Regions from separate parts of the Mus musculus genome. Here all the other regions are linked to region 4. The links are chromatin contacts, called in public HiChIP or PLAC-seq and promoter capture Hi-C maps. All regions are on one chromosome and are shown on one strand. The core of a region is the stretch at or near the end of the contact, and the rest is flanking DNA. Distances in the headings are between cores, read along the strand shown. Region 1 holds the start of Mapkap1 (mitogen-activated protein kinase associated protein 1). Region 2 holds the start of Pbx3 (pre B cell leukemia homeobox 3). Region 3 holds the start of Traf1 (TNF receptor-associated factor 1). Region 4 holds the start of Garnl3 (GTPase activating RANGAP domain-like 3).

Region 1 (3,354 bases), core at 582-3,081, 1.3 Mb before region 4:
CTCTCACACGTGTCCCTCTCACCGTAAGAACTGGCTGTACACAATGACTGAGTCTTACTTATTAAACTGCCATGCAGTGGCTGACCTATATCCATGCACAATGAATGCTTGCTAAGGGACTGTAAATAAGGGGCGCTTATAGGGTTTTCCGGAAGAAATCATTCCCAGGGGATGGAGAAATGGTTCAGCAATTAAGAACCAGCACTGCTCTTGTGCAGTACCCAAGTTCAGTTCCCAGCACCTACAATGTGCCGCTCACAGCACCAACGGCTCCAGTCCTAGGGGATCTGACACGCTCTTTGGCTCTTCTGACCACTGTAGGCAACTGCCCTCACATGTACACAAACAAATCCCACATGGACACACATACATATTTAAAATAATTCTTAAAAATGGGAGGGTCAATGAATCACTCATTCAAAGCTGGGATTGTCCTTAATTGGCTGAGTGAGACCACCATCAGTTGGACCATGGGAAGCATTAGCAATAGAAATCAAAACATAGGAAGTGTCTAGGCAGGACAGGGTGAGGAAAAAAAAAAGTTTATGTGAGAACAAATCAAAAATGATGTGAGATCCTACTTATCCAGAAGAAAGGCCCATAGCAGGGACTTTTAAAAGGTTAGCTGTTAAACACTAGCAGAGAGCCACAAGATTATAGAGGCGTCGCAGGCACTATTCACATTTAGTAGCAGAAGGCAGATATGAGCAAAGCTTAAAGGAAAGGGACACCTGGCATGCCCCTCCCTAGCGTCCAGTAAGCTTGAAGGGGTGTGACTGAAAAAGATGGGGGCAAATAGCATTGAGCAAGATTTGTCACTGCAGCTTGGGTGGCTCCTAAACATAGGAGTAACGCACTTTATTTCTGCCCTGGTGGTTGTGCACAATAGGGACCCATCCTTTCTGTGAGTCCTGCGAAGGCCGACCTCATCAACTGATGTGTCTGTACACGTTCCTGTTTACACCTGGGAAGGTTTTGAACTCGGCCCTTTGGGGGTTTGTAATAAACATGGTGCTTTGCACAGAGTTGGGAACAGTGACAGTTTCAAATACTGCGGTCATTCATTGGAAGCTGTAACAAATTGTGAGGTCCCTGTTTCATCTTAGAGCTTCTGGCTTGAGTTATACACTTCTTTAAACTATAATCTTTTCTTCTTCCCAACCCCCCCCCCACGGCCCCCGCAACTTCACCATTCCTTGTCACTCCCATAAACAGAAAAACGGACTCCAAGTTCCCCGCAGCGCTCTCGGGATATAAACAATCAGTGGGACCGTTTCAGGACTGCCCTGGCAATGCTTTGAAAAGTTGATTTCACAGGATGGAACTTGGGCACCGGACCTTGCAGAGTTCCGAGACCCGAAACCGCCAGAGCCAAGGACTGCCCCCTCCCCCGCCCCCGCACAACCAGGTCCAAAGTCTCTCCTCACCTAAGTCACACACCCAGCTGTCAGGCTCAGGAAGAGCAAGGAAACCGATGTTCCCAGGCCACCGAGCACAGCCCCAACGGGCGCCGCTGGGCAGCGACGGCAGCGGGGTGCTGAGAGGTCGGAGGGTCCCGCGGGCGAGGGGGCGACGGCTGGGGCAACCTTTACCTGAAGCTGCTCCCACACTACAGGCCGCCTCGCCCGGGACACGTCCCTGAGGGAGGTCCCGACTCCCCCACGCCTCCCGGCCCCTGCACCGAACCCAGCGCCTACGAAGTCCTCGGCAGTCCTACCGGCCCACTCGGCCCTGGCGCCCCGGGCACGCCCTCATGACCCCGCCGCCGCCGGCCGGCAACAGCAGCCCTGTTACCCAGAGCCGCGCCACGACCCGGAACCGTACCCCGCGTACCGGAAGTCCCCGATCTGCAAGACGCCTTTGGCTGGGGACGCAGTGCGCAAGCCCCAGAGCCAGGAACGAGAAGTCGCTGCCTCCCGGGGGCGGGACAAGGGGCGGGAACTGGTGGGTGGTTGCGCATGCGTGCTGCCCTTGGCCGTTTCTGGAGCAGGTTAACCAACTTCTGTTTACCTTCAAGTGTAAGGATCTCTGTAAGCTACGTCTTACTTTTACAGGGAAAAGTCTTCATCTTAACCGCCATATCAGAAAGAAGAGTTCACTGCAACTATTATTTGCTACATGGACATAGTATCAAACTGCTTTTTAAATTACTATCTAAACCCAGATTAGTGACGCTCTCACACCTAATCAGAGAAGTTTGGGTATTTTTTTGTTTTATTTTGTTTTGTTTTTTTACTGCAGTGGACAATGGTTAATACAGAAACTCTCACAAGTGGCCATGGTGCACAGATGAAATGTCCATCGAGTGCTCAGCCACAGTAGGACACTGTAATTGTAACTTATTCTCCTGTCGTTCTGTAGTAATTGTCGTCTGGAGGCTTACTATCTCAGTCTGCTAACCTAGACCTAGTCCTGGAATTTTTCAGCCTCCATTGAATCTAATCAAAGCCTAGAATGTTTTCAGCCTGAAATGTTTGCTGCTGAATACGATCATCCTTTCTAGTACTTTCTGATCTCGGACTGGCGATTCTGGCTCAAACTTTTCTCCAAGCTGACTGATTCAATCTGGCTCCACTCAGTTTCTGACAGAATTGCTCTGCTAGGCTTCATTCTAATTTAAGCAACCTGTTCTAATCCCCTGGTTCTTTTTCTTTGGCTCATTCTATCTTCACCTGTGTCTAGCTTGTTCTCTCTTCAACCTGTCTGTATCAAACTCTCCTTGTAAAACTGCCTCCTTCCCTCTTCTCTTGAGAGTTGGGTATATCCTATTCTGTCAAATCTTTTTCTGATGCATCACTTTGTCATTCAATTAGACATCACTTTCAAACATGGCTGCTTGCTTCCATTTACCAACTAACTTTACCTTCATTGTTTGCGATTAAAGGTGTGTACTAAGGGCACATCTGTATTCCAACCAGAGGGATTAAAGGTGTGAGCTAAGGGCTGAGCCACACCACAACTAAAAACAGGTTTTTTCAGTAACACAACCGTGGGGTTCACAGTGTGATCAAATACCCTGCAACAGGATACATAGCACCTTCACTGAAAGGCTCAGAGACCACCATTGAAATTGGGAACAGAAAGATTGTAACAGCCAGAGGCCCAGAAGAAACAATACCTTCTCTGCATTCATGAATTCACACTACCTCTGGTTACCTGTACAAGAAATGCACAAGATAGCCGGGCATGGTGGCACATGCCTTTAATCCCAGCACTCGGGAGGGAGAAGCAGATGGATTTCTGAGTTCAAGGCCAGCCTGGTCTACAAAGTGAGTTCCAGAACAGCCAGGGATATACAGAGAAACCCTGTCTCAAAACCCCAACCCCCCCCCCCAAAAAAAGAAACGCACAAGA
Region 2 (3,382 bases), core at 251-2,750, 1.2 Mb before region 4:
TCTCCAGGACTCGTCGAGTGTGCAAAGCGCAGTTAGCTTAGAAAATAGTCCTGGATTTCACTCTCTCCAGGTGACATGTTTCTGTGACCTTTCCATTTGCTAGCTTTTCAGAGAAGAGCTCTGTCCATGCGAAACCACAGGCTCCCATTCTAACTGGTCACTCCTTGAGGGACAGACAGCGCAAGGCCCTACTGCCAGCGCTAACTCCTTGTGCTGAGTTCGGGTTACCATAGCGACCGTGGGACGGGCAGGGCTTTTAGACCCTTTTCCCGGTCTCAGCCCAGGACTTTCGAACGCTCCAATTGGGACAACCCTTTCTTGGCTCTGTCCCGCCTCGTTCGGCGCTGAGCGCAATGCGATTGGCCCTGTGCTTGAGGCCTTGTGCCCAGAGGGTACCACCTCTTGATATGAAGAGCGGGAAAGTATCCCAGGCACTGTCCGAGGCGTGAAGCTCATCTCATGCAATGGGGGACCACGCTGTCGGCTACGGGTACACTTTATTCGGTCCTATATAACACCTCTAAGTCCCCAACTGCTAATAATAGGGAAGGAGCAGGATCCGGGGACAACACTTTGCTGGCTGGACTGACCGACCATCTGTGGAGTGCCGGCGCGAGTAGCCCATAAGGCTCCCGGGCTGGCTCTCAGGCACCCCACAGCAGAGGCCAGAGGGGACGGGCTGCGTTCTAGGGGCGGGGCCAGTGGCGGCGGCGGGAGGCGCAAAGCCCAATGAGAGAAGGCTCCGCCTCCGGAGGCGGGGCATCCGGGGCGCTCCCCCGCCCTTCAGCTCTCCCTGCCCCTCCCCCCGCGGGCGCCGGGGCCGCAGTGAGTGAGTGGCACTGGCAGCCTGTCAATCCCTCAGCCGAGCGGCCTTCGAGCCCGGTCCACAGCGGCTGCTGACTGGGTGCGCGGCACCGGAGGTGGCGGCGGCGAGTTCTCCCGCCTCATCAATCTGCTGTCCGCCCGGCGTGCGGCCCGCCGGGGCCCTCCACCGGGCTCCGTGTCCCCGCCGCGCCGGCCCGCCCGCTCCCAAACTTTCCTCCTCCGCCCCTCTCGCTCCCCGCGGCCCGCCCGTCGGCCTCCTTCTCCTCCTCCTCCGCAGCCCGCCGCCGCCGCCGCCGCTCCCTCCCTCGGGGCCGCCGGTGCTCCGATCCCGCCCGGTTGAGGCGGCGGCGGCGGCGGCAGGCGGCTGAGGGAGGGGACCGTTCTGGCTGGCGCGGGCGGCGGCGGCCGCGGCGTCCCGGCAACTCGGCTGGCGCTGAGGACCAAGTTGTGCGGGGCCGCCCGGCGCGGCGAGGGGCGCTGAGGAGGCAGCGCGGCGGCCGCGTGAGGGCAGCGGGCACCACCGCCTCCGCCTCCGCCGGCGAGCGCGCCGCTTCCGCCCGCCGCTGTCCTCAGTCTCCTCCGCGGCGGAAGCCGGAGCCGGACGCCGGTCCGCGTCCCCTCAGTCGCGGGCCGCGCCGGGCCAGGCCGCCCCCTCCCGCGCGGGCGGGGAGCGCGCGGCCGCCTCCCCCTCCCCCTCCCCCTCTTTCTTCTCCTCCCTCGCCGCCGCCGCCGCTGCCGCCGCCGCCGCCTCAGCCTTCGCCTCCGCCGCCGCCGCCCGCTCCCGCCCGCGCGCGGCGGGATGGACGATCAATCCAGGATGCTGCAGACTCTGGCCGGGGTGAACCTGGCCGGCCACTCGGTCCAGGGGGGTATGGCTCTGCCGCCTCCCCCTCACGGCCACGAAGGGGCGGACGGCGACGGCAGGAAGCAGGACATCGGCGACATCCTCCACCAGATCATGACCATCACCGACCAGAGCTTGGACGAGGCGCAAGCAAAGTTGGTGTCGTCTCATTAAGCATCTTTTGTGTGTGTACGGGAGCCGGGCTCGGGTCCCGGCTGGCTCCCGGGACCCGGGCCTCAGTTGCGGGCGGGAACTTTCTCCGCCCGCCGGGCACTTGCTGTGTCCCCCATCGCGCGGGCAAAGTTGCTCGCCGGGCTCGGGACAAACTCGATCATTGCTTCGTCCGTGCCCTGCTGCCCGCCCCCCTCCCCAGATTTAAACCTCCCGCTCGGACCCCAGCGCGCTCCGCGTCCCAGCCGGGTCCGTGGCCGCACCGCAGGGAAGTGCAACTTTCTCCGCCTGCCCAGACTCCGGGCACCCACTCCCCTCGGCCCAGTCCGGGGTGACCGGCTGCTTCCCCGCACAACCCTGTGCGGGAGCGCCAAGTTCTCTAGAGGGAGGGCCGCTTGGCAAACTTTGCGGAGCTGTCACCCGCTGATTATTAGCCGCCCGCTGGCCGCTGCGCCCGCTCCTCTTGTGGAGCTTGGGCGTTGGGGTTCCCTCCGCTCCGGTCTGGTCCCTTGGGTCCCGCCGCGGCCCCCGGAGCGGAGCCTCATGCACGGGTCACTCCTGTGTACGCCGAGGCTTCTGTCGAGCCAGCAGATGGGTCACGCTGCTATCGGGCTGGAGCTCTCAGCCGCTAGAGCTTGCCGCCAGTTGCGAACTAGTAAACTTGAGTTTTTGTTGACTTCCCGTGGTTCAAAGGAGCTTTTCCAAACTGGGGGCCGGTTTTAAATCTTGGGTCTAACTTAAAGGAAGGCGCCATATTATTCCAATAGGTGATGCTAATACCTTTGTGTTTTGCTATTTGTTTTTTAGGAAACATGCTCTGAACTGTCACAGAATGAAACCGGCGCTCTTCAGCGTCTTGTGTGAGATCAAAGAGAAAACAGGTAAGACTCTGCTGCTCACAGTGGGCCTGGAGACCCCCGAGGTGGGGTCAGATCTACTCCTTCGACTCTCCAGTTGAGAGCTGCTGCTTTTGGGCACCGCCATCTTTGATCATTCTTTGCTTCCCACCTCCTGATCTTGAGAAAAAAAAAACAAACCTGCAATAAATCTGGAGTCTATTTCTCAATTCTGCTTTGGTACTAAATGAAGTGTATATGAGAATGGAGCTGGGTCGCAGTTCCCTAGGAGGTAGTCCCTGGTTTCAGTCGGGGAGGGGGCTCTAGCTAGTTGCCCTCTCCTATCTCTTTTTGCCTGTGTAGCATTTTTTAAAAGGAGCGGTGGGAGACTGGATGCCAGGGACCGGTTCCCCTGGAGAGGCGTCACTAGAACTTTGTTTTACTTAGACAGTTTTAAGCTTCGGTTCTACTGGTAGAAGTCACAACCGAACACACCTCAGTAATACCCTGGACTTGGTGCTTTAGGTGGGAAGATTTTTAGGAATCCAGGAAGGAAAATCATGTGCTTAGGCATATACAATGTATCATGCCTATTAGTACTTCTATTATAGCCTCCGTCTTACAACTGCTACACTTGTAAAACTGAGCTTCAATGTATAAAGAAAGATGTCCACAGATCCTGATGAAACAAACATTCTGAAGTTCA
Region 3 (3,515 bases), core at 642-3,141, 1.8 Mb before region 4:
AACAGGTGTGAGTGAGAAGGAAATGGGCGGAGACATACATGATCACGTGCTCACACGAGCATGCGCTTCTCTGTATAACTAAAGACAACCTTATGCTTCTGATCCCCTTCACCCATATTCGGGGTGTTTGACTCCACGCCCAGTTTCATGTGGTGCTGGGGAGAGAAGCCAGGTCCTCAAAAGTACCAAGCAAGTTCTTCATCAGCTAAGCTATGCCCCGTCGCCCTTGTCTGCTTTCCTGATCCTCCCACACAGCCCCAGTCACAGCCTACCAGATATGAGGCCTTTGCCAGGGAGACGATTCCTCTTATGAAACTTATCTTTAGAAAAGTAAAACAAGTGACCTGGGTAGAGGCGAATGGTCTCCAAATGGTTTATTTTCTTTCTGAATCCAAAGCTTCATCCATGCTCGGCTTTTGATTTCCACTGCCTGGCTGATCCCTGGGCACTTAGTGATCCTCCGGTGATGCCCACTCTGTTTCAAGAGCCCCCAAATTTAAGCCGGGTGACTACAGATGAGTTTTGGGTACTTTCCGAAATTAAACTATTTCCCTTGGTAAATTTCCAGCATATGAACTCACTCATCTGAAAACAGGATGTGGCGCGTGAAGTGTGAGGTCAGACTGCCTGCTCTTTTTTCTTTACCCTAGGGCAGAGAGGAAAGAGGGGTGGTCCCAGAAAGGTGAGACCAGAGAGGGGATCTTACAACGTCCACACTTGAGAAATGTCACTTCACCAATTGCACTTGAGAATCGGCGACTTTTATGTGCAAGAGGTAGATCAGCCATTAAAGCTAGGGTCACAACCAAAAACTAAGAAAGAACCAGTGACTTTTAATGTCAGAGACACAGGGAGCTCGTAGACTCCGTTACTGTTAGAATTCAAAGGCCCACAGCGGGCTGAGTGGCATATGCCTGTGATCCTAGCACTTGAGAAACTGAGGCAGGAGGCTTACCAATTCTAAGCCAGCCTAGACTACATAGCAAGACCCTGTCTCAAAAAATAAAATAAAATAAAATAAAATAAAATAAAATAAAAGCAGATGAATGGAAGATCCTTAGAGGTCACCTCTGACCATGCTTGCACAAATCACAGAGGTTGTATTTCGTGTTCCTGAGACACAACACTTGCCTTCAGGCAGACATCCCCTTTCCAAGTCAAGCCCCAGAAGTCTTTATTCCACCAGCCACCCAGATGCAGTATCACCTGCCTGCTAGAAACCTGAAGCCAACAGCAGACCTGCTATGGGAGGGAGACATACACACCTCCCTCATCCAAACAAAAGCCCAACCAAGTAGGTCCTGTGCTTGGGAAGCTGAGGCAGGAGCATGGCTTACAGTTTGGAGTCTTCAGGGCTACACGGGAAGACCTTGTCTCAAAACAAACAAATCAATCAGTTAGAAATCAAGTAAGGAGCCCAAGCCAAATTAACCAGATAAAGAAACACTGACCATCTGACCAGGAGCCAGCGGACATCTGCGGACAGACGGCACCCTTGTGAGATTGCTGGTTTGCAAAAATTACACCAGTTGGTTGGTTGGTTTTTTAATCTTTTAAACTAAACTTATATCCTGACACTAAGTTCCCTAACTCTTTGGAGTAAGAGTGAGTGAGTGTGTGTGTGTGTGTGTGTGTGTGTGTGTGTGTATCAAATGCTGCGTGTGTTTAGCTTAAAAAGCACAACCACTTCCCTGCTTCACCCAGTTTCTTTAGCGCCCAATGCCAAGAGCACTGCACTATCACACTGCCATCTGCATTGTTCACAGAGATTGGCAGAGTTTACCGGGTGCTGGGCTCTTAACAAGAATCCACTGTGGTAAAGCTTGCTGTTTTTCCACTCTTGCCTTGCGGCACTTCAGGCTGGAGCTCAATGTTGTTTGTGTGTGTGCTGAGTATCTCAGGAGTGCAGCCACTGATGGAATGCTAGGAGTCAGCTAGCACCAGGACCCCAACAGAAGCACTCCAGTTCTGTTTCCTTGAGGGAGGAGCGATCAGCCCGCCCCCCGGCCAGCCTCCGAAGCCAGCCCAGCTCAGTCCCACCCGCCTGCCCAGCCCAGCTTCCCTTGGCTTCCGCCAGCCCAGCCCGGTTCTCTGCCCCAAGGACGCTACCGCCCGGTGCGAGCAGAAGGCGGCGCACAGGTTGGTTGCCCGTCCCCCGCGGGTCCCCAGGGTCCCCAAGTGCGACCATACTCAGCCTCTCTCCCTTCCTGAGCGGTGCTCTGGTCCTTAAGCTGTCACTTCGGTTCTGCCCTCAGCTCTGAGCTCGTTCTGATGTGGCAGGGGACATCACCTGCTGAAGGAAAGGGGGCAGGTAGGCAGGAATTCATAGGTAGGCGACTAGACAGCATGTCCAGGCTAAAGGCAGCATGTAGGCCATGGGATCCCAATCTGGACACTGTCACCGAGATGTTCCAAAGTGTGGGGTGTGGCCCAGGTGGGTCCCCAAAGACTAGAAGGAGGATGAGACGCCTCTGTTCAGCAGATAGATTGTCCATTCTGGGAGCCATGGAGATGAGACTAAGGAAGATGGAGGTGAGAAGGCGGTGAAAGAGACCTGTAAAAAGCCACCGCAGTGTAAAAAATAACTCTGAAGGGTGTGAAGGAAAGTGCTGTCATAGAAAGGAAGGCTAGAAGTCCACTGGCCTGCTTCTGATGGGACTGAAATTAGGGCAGGCCCGGAGCATTTGACAGTGTGTGGGCTTATGACAGGGCTGAGTAGATTCCCTGGAGTTTCAGCAGCTGTGCTGACAATCTTCTTTAAACTTTGTATTGCAGTGTGAGAAGAGAGAGTGGATATGGGAGAAGAATTTGGGATAATTGCCAAGCTCATTTTAAAGCACAGGTCTGGTCTCAGTCCTTCCTGCCTCTCTAGCTTTAAGGTCTTGAGCAAGTCACTCAATTTATCTGTGCCTTGGACCCCTGGGCTATAGAGTAGGGGAGGGTCTCCAAAGACTGGAGGGAAATATTGACAAAATGTTTGTTAAAGTACTTAAAACGAGGCTGGAACTGTGGCTTGGTTAGCAAGCACTTGTACGCAGCCTTGGGTCTGATCCCAGTACTGAGAAAAACAAACCACTTTACAGGTAGCACCAGAGCAGCAGTGCCTGTTGTCTTAGCCCACAGCCGTGTGGGAGTATTCTAATGCTGGTAGCAGGAGCTGGGAGATGAGCTGGAGTGGGGGGGGGGGGGCGCCCGTCTAGGACAAGAGAAAAGGATCCAGAAGGTTGGGTGCTTCCCTTGTGTCCCAGTCGGAAAAGGAAAGGACATGTGGGGTGCAGGGGGTTGCTGGTCAGGCTGAGGACGGAGTTAAGGGAATGCCTTTCTGAGAGCAGGCAAGGAGATGAGAGATCATTAGCTGAGCAGGCTGGGGAGGATTCAGTTGGAAGTCTGTAGGATGGAGTAACCTCTTGGCCACTAGATGTCCTGGTGTCACCCCAGGCTTGGTAGACCATTGACTCTATCTAGAGACATAACAGAGTCTAACTTGACCTGACCACCTGGGAGAATCAAGGAAG
Region 4 (3,579 bases), core at 473-2,972:
TCTGACTTCCCAGATGATGGGCTGTAGCCTGTAAGACAAATAAAGGCTTTCTTCCCTAAGGTGCTTTTGATCACAGCAACAGAAACTGAACTAGAAATAGATGGCAAAGCCATCCTTACTTAAACTCAGATGAATTTCCACACCCAACTACAGTGCAATGTTACAGAACTCAGATGATGCATCCGACTCGGGGAGGAAATGAGGGGTGGAGGTTAGAGCTGTCACAAAATTGGAAGGTTATGAATGAAAACCTGAACCCACAACTGGTAGACAACCAAAGCTCCCCTCAGCCTCACTGTGTCAGACCACAAACAGCCACCAGGAGACAGTAGTACCTCCTTTTGCTGACTGGTTAGATCCTGAGGTAGCGCAAACCTCATGGTGGACCCCAGTTCAGGCAGGAAGACCCGCACCATCCAGGCACTCCTGAAGTGAGAAAGAGGCGACATGGGCGGGGCTAGATAGGCGGGACTTGTAGGCGGGGAAGCTAGAGGGCTCTTGGGGTGGAATAGCCAAGGGACGAGAGAACAAAATTGCTCTAAGTACAGACCTCAGCTTCAAGAGAAAAGAGGCGGAGCTCCGGGGTTGGGGGCCATGCCTGTGGGCGGGATGTGGAGAAAGGCGGCCCCCAAAAGAAGGCGGTGCTACGATAGAAAGGACCAAGAGGTGCTGAGGTGAGGAGGGTCAGCAGAGAATCCAGCAATCGGAGCTGTGGAGCGGCGGGCCGATAGAGCGCTCTGTGCTGGAGGGGTAGGTGGGAAGGGCCTAGATCTGTGGGAATGGTAAGGAGCGGGAGTGATGGGCCGTGGACCCGACGAAGTTGAGGATCCAGTGGGCATTGGGAGCCTGCGTGCGCTACACAGAAGAACGGAGGGAGCGCGGGTAGAAGATCTTGGTGAGGCCAGTTCAGGAGGGGCGTGGCTGGAGCTGGTGTAGAGGCAGGGTGGGGCCTGCACTGGTCTGAGAAGGGCCGGAGAAACGGAGATCGTTAGCTCGGGGCGTGGCCTGTGCCCAGACTAGGGAGTGAGGTGGGTTTGGCTAAGAGATGGGGCGGGCCCTTGGCAAAGCTGAAGGGCAAAGGGACTGACTGGATAAGGGTTTGGGGTGGGGCCTGAGCCCACTGATAGGTAAGGCTTGGTACTTGGGGCGGGGCACGGGTGGAGCCTGAGCAGAGCTGAGAGGAGATCTGCGTGATTGGGGCGGGGCAAAGGCGGACAGGGGCGGGACCTGAACCTAATTCAAATAGACTGGGTTGGGGCGGTGAGGGGGCGGGGCCTAAACCCAGCTGAGTGGTGAGGGAGGATCTTCTAGATTAGGGGCGAGGCAGGGGGAGGGCCAAGGCCTCAAAAAGGACCAAAGGGAGTGGATTCGGTAGGAGATCAGGGAGGTTCCGGAGACTAGCTCCGGAGAGATGAGGCAAACTTCGCTAGGCTAGGGGCAGGGCTTAAAGCCAGAGGTTCGGAAGAGGCGTACCTGCTAGAATGGGGGCGGGGCAGAGGTGAGGCCTAAAGCCAGAGGCGTGGTTAGGCCGTTAGAGTAGGGGCGGGGCCTAAAGCCTCAGGCGTGTTCAAGGGACCTGATTAGAGTAGGGGCGGGGCTTGGACCCCGCGAATAGTCTGAGGGCGTGGTTAGGCTGGAGTTCGGGGCGGGGCCTGAGGTCCCAGGCTGGGCTGGAGTTTGGGGCGGGACAGAGGCGGGGCTTGGGTCCGGTGAGGGGTGCGGGGCGGGGCGTGGGCTGCGGCGCGCTAGCTGAGCGTCCGGCCGAACACCGCCGAGGCCCGAGCCCACCCGAGTGTGCCCGAGCCGTCGGCCCCCGCCCGGGGCGATGGAGCAGGAACCCGGCGGGGCTGCCGCTGCGCTCCTGCGGCAGAAGAGGGCGGCGCTGCGGCGCAGGGGGTGCAGCTTTGAGAGTCCCAGGTACCGTTGCCCCGGAGGGGTGCAGCCTCTAGGGGTGGGAGAGGGGAGTAGGCCACGTGGGGGTTGGCGGTGTGAGGGGACAGAGTGTGGCGAGGCCGCGGCGTGGGAGGGAGTCGGCGCAGAGCCCAGTAGAGCGGCCGGGCCACGCTGAGGGAGTGCCCAGCGGGAGGGCTAGAGACCTGTGTCCGGCCGGCAGATGATGTGGACGTCCGAAGCCTCGGCCCTGTGACAGGCCCTGCACACTACGGCTCAGGGAGGTCTTGGGCTGTGGAGAACGCGACCTGCCTGCTTCTAAATGCTCAAGGACAAGGTCGGAACCCCTAAGCCCCCAAAAGGACACCCTTTAGGCTTCTCTTGCTTTCTATAATCCATCCTCGCACCCCAAGTGCCTGGCCACCTGCTGCCTATGGCCCCGCCCATCTGTGGTTGGGGTGGGGGGCACCCTGCATAGTTCCTAGGTCCTTTCTCTTTCCCAGGTTGTCCGTGCCCCTCCCGGACTTACCTTCCTTAACTGGCGCCCTCCTGAGGAACCAGCCTGGCCGTAGGTGAAGCTTGGCTGCTGCCGGACACGCCCTTCCCTTTGCGGCTCTTGCCCATGCCTATCCCCGGCTTACTCCCACCTCCAAGGAATTCCTTGTAACTTGAAATGGGTCCTGCTTCCAGGTGGACTCATTCCTTTCAGAATGACTCCAGCACCACCATCTGGGCCAGATTTTCATCAGTATTCTGTAATAATGGCCTTAGGGAGGGTATCCTGAAGCCAACCCCCTTCCTCCTAGCCTACTGCTGCCTGCACCCCTGAGTTTTTAATTGCCATAGCATGGGTAGGGACGAGGAAGAGAAAAAAGATGTAGGACTCTAACCTCCACTGAGGTGGAAAAGAGAGTTCATTTGCTAAGGCACAAAGCAAACCAGCCAAGATCCTTAAAGGAAGGTGTGATGCCCTTAATTGGCCTTTCTCAGACTCAGTCCTTGACACACTGCTCCAGCAGTTCTGATGCTGTGTGGTAAGGACAGATATCAAGGCTGCTCTAGCCGCTGCCCTAGCCTCTTCCCCATCACCACAGCTGCCTCAAGCCTGGCCCATCACAGAGCCTGAAGGGCTTGGGCACTCCTCCCTCAGGCTGTAGAACTGCTCATCAATTCTTTTTGAAAGTCTTTCTTGAACTCTAGGCTTAGCTTTGTGTGATCAGCACCTGGGCATCTGCCAAGAAGGTTCTAAATATTTGTGTGGTGACCTGAGTGGAACATTTCCCTTCCATAGGAGACCCAGGCAGCTAACAATCTCTATGGCTTGAGCATGAAGAATAGGAAGAGGTATACCAAGAGACTGGAGCAAAGAGAATCTCTCAGGTCTGAGGCAGCCTGCTTAGGACAGTGCTGCTACAGAACTTCCGGACATGAAGGAATGGTTCTGTAATGCAGCCCATGCAGTCCGGGAGCCACAGACACCTGTGGCTGTGGAACACCTCGCCAAGACACCTGAGTGTTGAGTTGTGCTTAGCCTTCAATGCAAGTAACCACATTGATCCCAGCACTACCCCCTCAGCCAGCATTAATTAGCTTTCTCAGGCTCAGTCCTTGACACATCTGCTCCAGCAATTCTGATAAGAGCCTTAGGAGGACTGAGAAATGCGTACCATAGTGGACAGTGCTGGCATA

Evidence for each region. Promoter capture Hi-C pulls out the DNA fragments that hold promoters and counts their contacts. HiChIP or PLAC-seq counts read pairs in DNA pulled down with a chosen protein or histone mark. Capture Hi-C pulls out chosen DNA fragments and counts their contacts.
Region 1: an H3K4me3 HiChIP or PLAC-seq map of embryonic forebrain shows a contact between it and region 4, with 8 times the contacts expected there. The contact joins the promoter of Mapkap1 here to the promoter of Garnl3 in region 4. A contact is called at or near these places in 5 of 39 promoter capture datasets (the C10 cell line, embryonic stem cells, liver and 1 more), 1 of 115 datasets of contacts at active chromatin or transcription factors (embryonic forebrain) and 1 of 9 other capture datasets (liver).
Region 2: a promoter capture Hi-C map of liver shows a contact between it and region 4, with 2.3 times the contacts expected there. The contact joins the promoter of Pbx3 here to the promoter of Garnl3 in region 4. A contact is called at or near these places in 1 of 39 promoter capture datasets (liver), 1 of 484 Hi-C or Micro-C datasets (embryonic stem cells) and 2 of 9 other capture datasets (adipose tissue and liver).
Region 3: a promoter capture Hi-C map of liver shows a contact between it and region 4, with 2.7 times the contacts expected there. The contact joins the promoter of Traf1 here to the promoter of Garnl3 in region 4. A contact is called at or near these places in 1 of 39 promoter capture datasets (pre-B cells) and 1 of 9 other capture datasets (liver).

What each region holds. Positions count from the first base shown.
Region 1 is chr2:34,405,328-34,408,681 of GRCm38.p6, reverse strand. Mapkap1 (mitogen-activated protein kinase associated protein 1) reads right to left here and starts at 1,831. Exons shown (of 12, transcript NM_177345.4): 1 at 1,428-1,831.
Region 2 is chr2:34,370,163-34,373,544 of GRCm38.p6, reverse strand. It overlaps Pbx3 (pre B cell leukemia homeobox 3), which reads left to right and starts at 1,500. Exons shown (of 9, transcript NM_016768.2): 1 at 1,500-1,824; 2 at 2,648-2,721. The coding sequence starts at 1,625.
Region 3 is chr2:34,960,148-34,963,662 of GRCm38.p6, reverse strand. Traf1 (TNF receptor-associated factor 1) reads left to right here and starts at 1,891. Exons shown (of 10, transcript NM_001326601.1): 1 at 1,891-2,139. Gm52552 (a long non-coding RNA gene) reads right to left here. Exons shown (of 3, transcript XR_003954034.1): 2 at 2,191-2,293. It overlaps Gm46733 (a long non-coding RNA gene), which reads right to left and starts at 960. Exons shown (of 2, transcript XR_001783275.1): 1 at 582-960; 2 at 358-475.
Region 4 is chr2:33,128,762-33,132,340 of GRCm38.p6, reverse strand. It overlaps Garnl3 (GTPase activating RANGAP domain-like 3), which reads left to right and starts at 1,722. Exons shown (of 30, transcript NM_001355200.1): 1 at 1,722-1,917. The coding sequence starts at 1,826.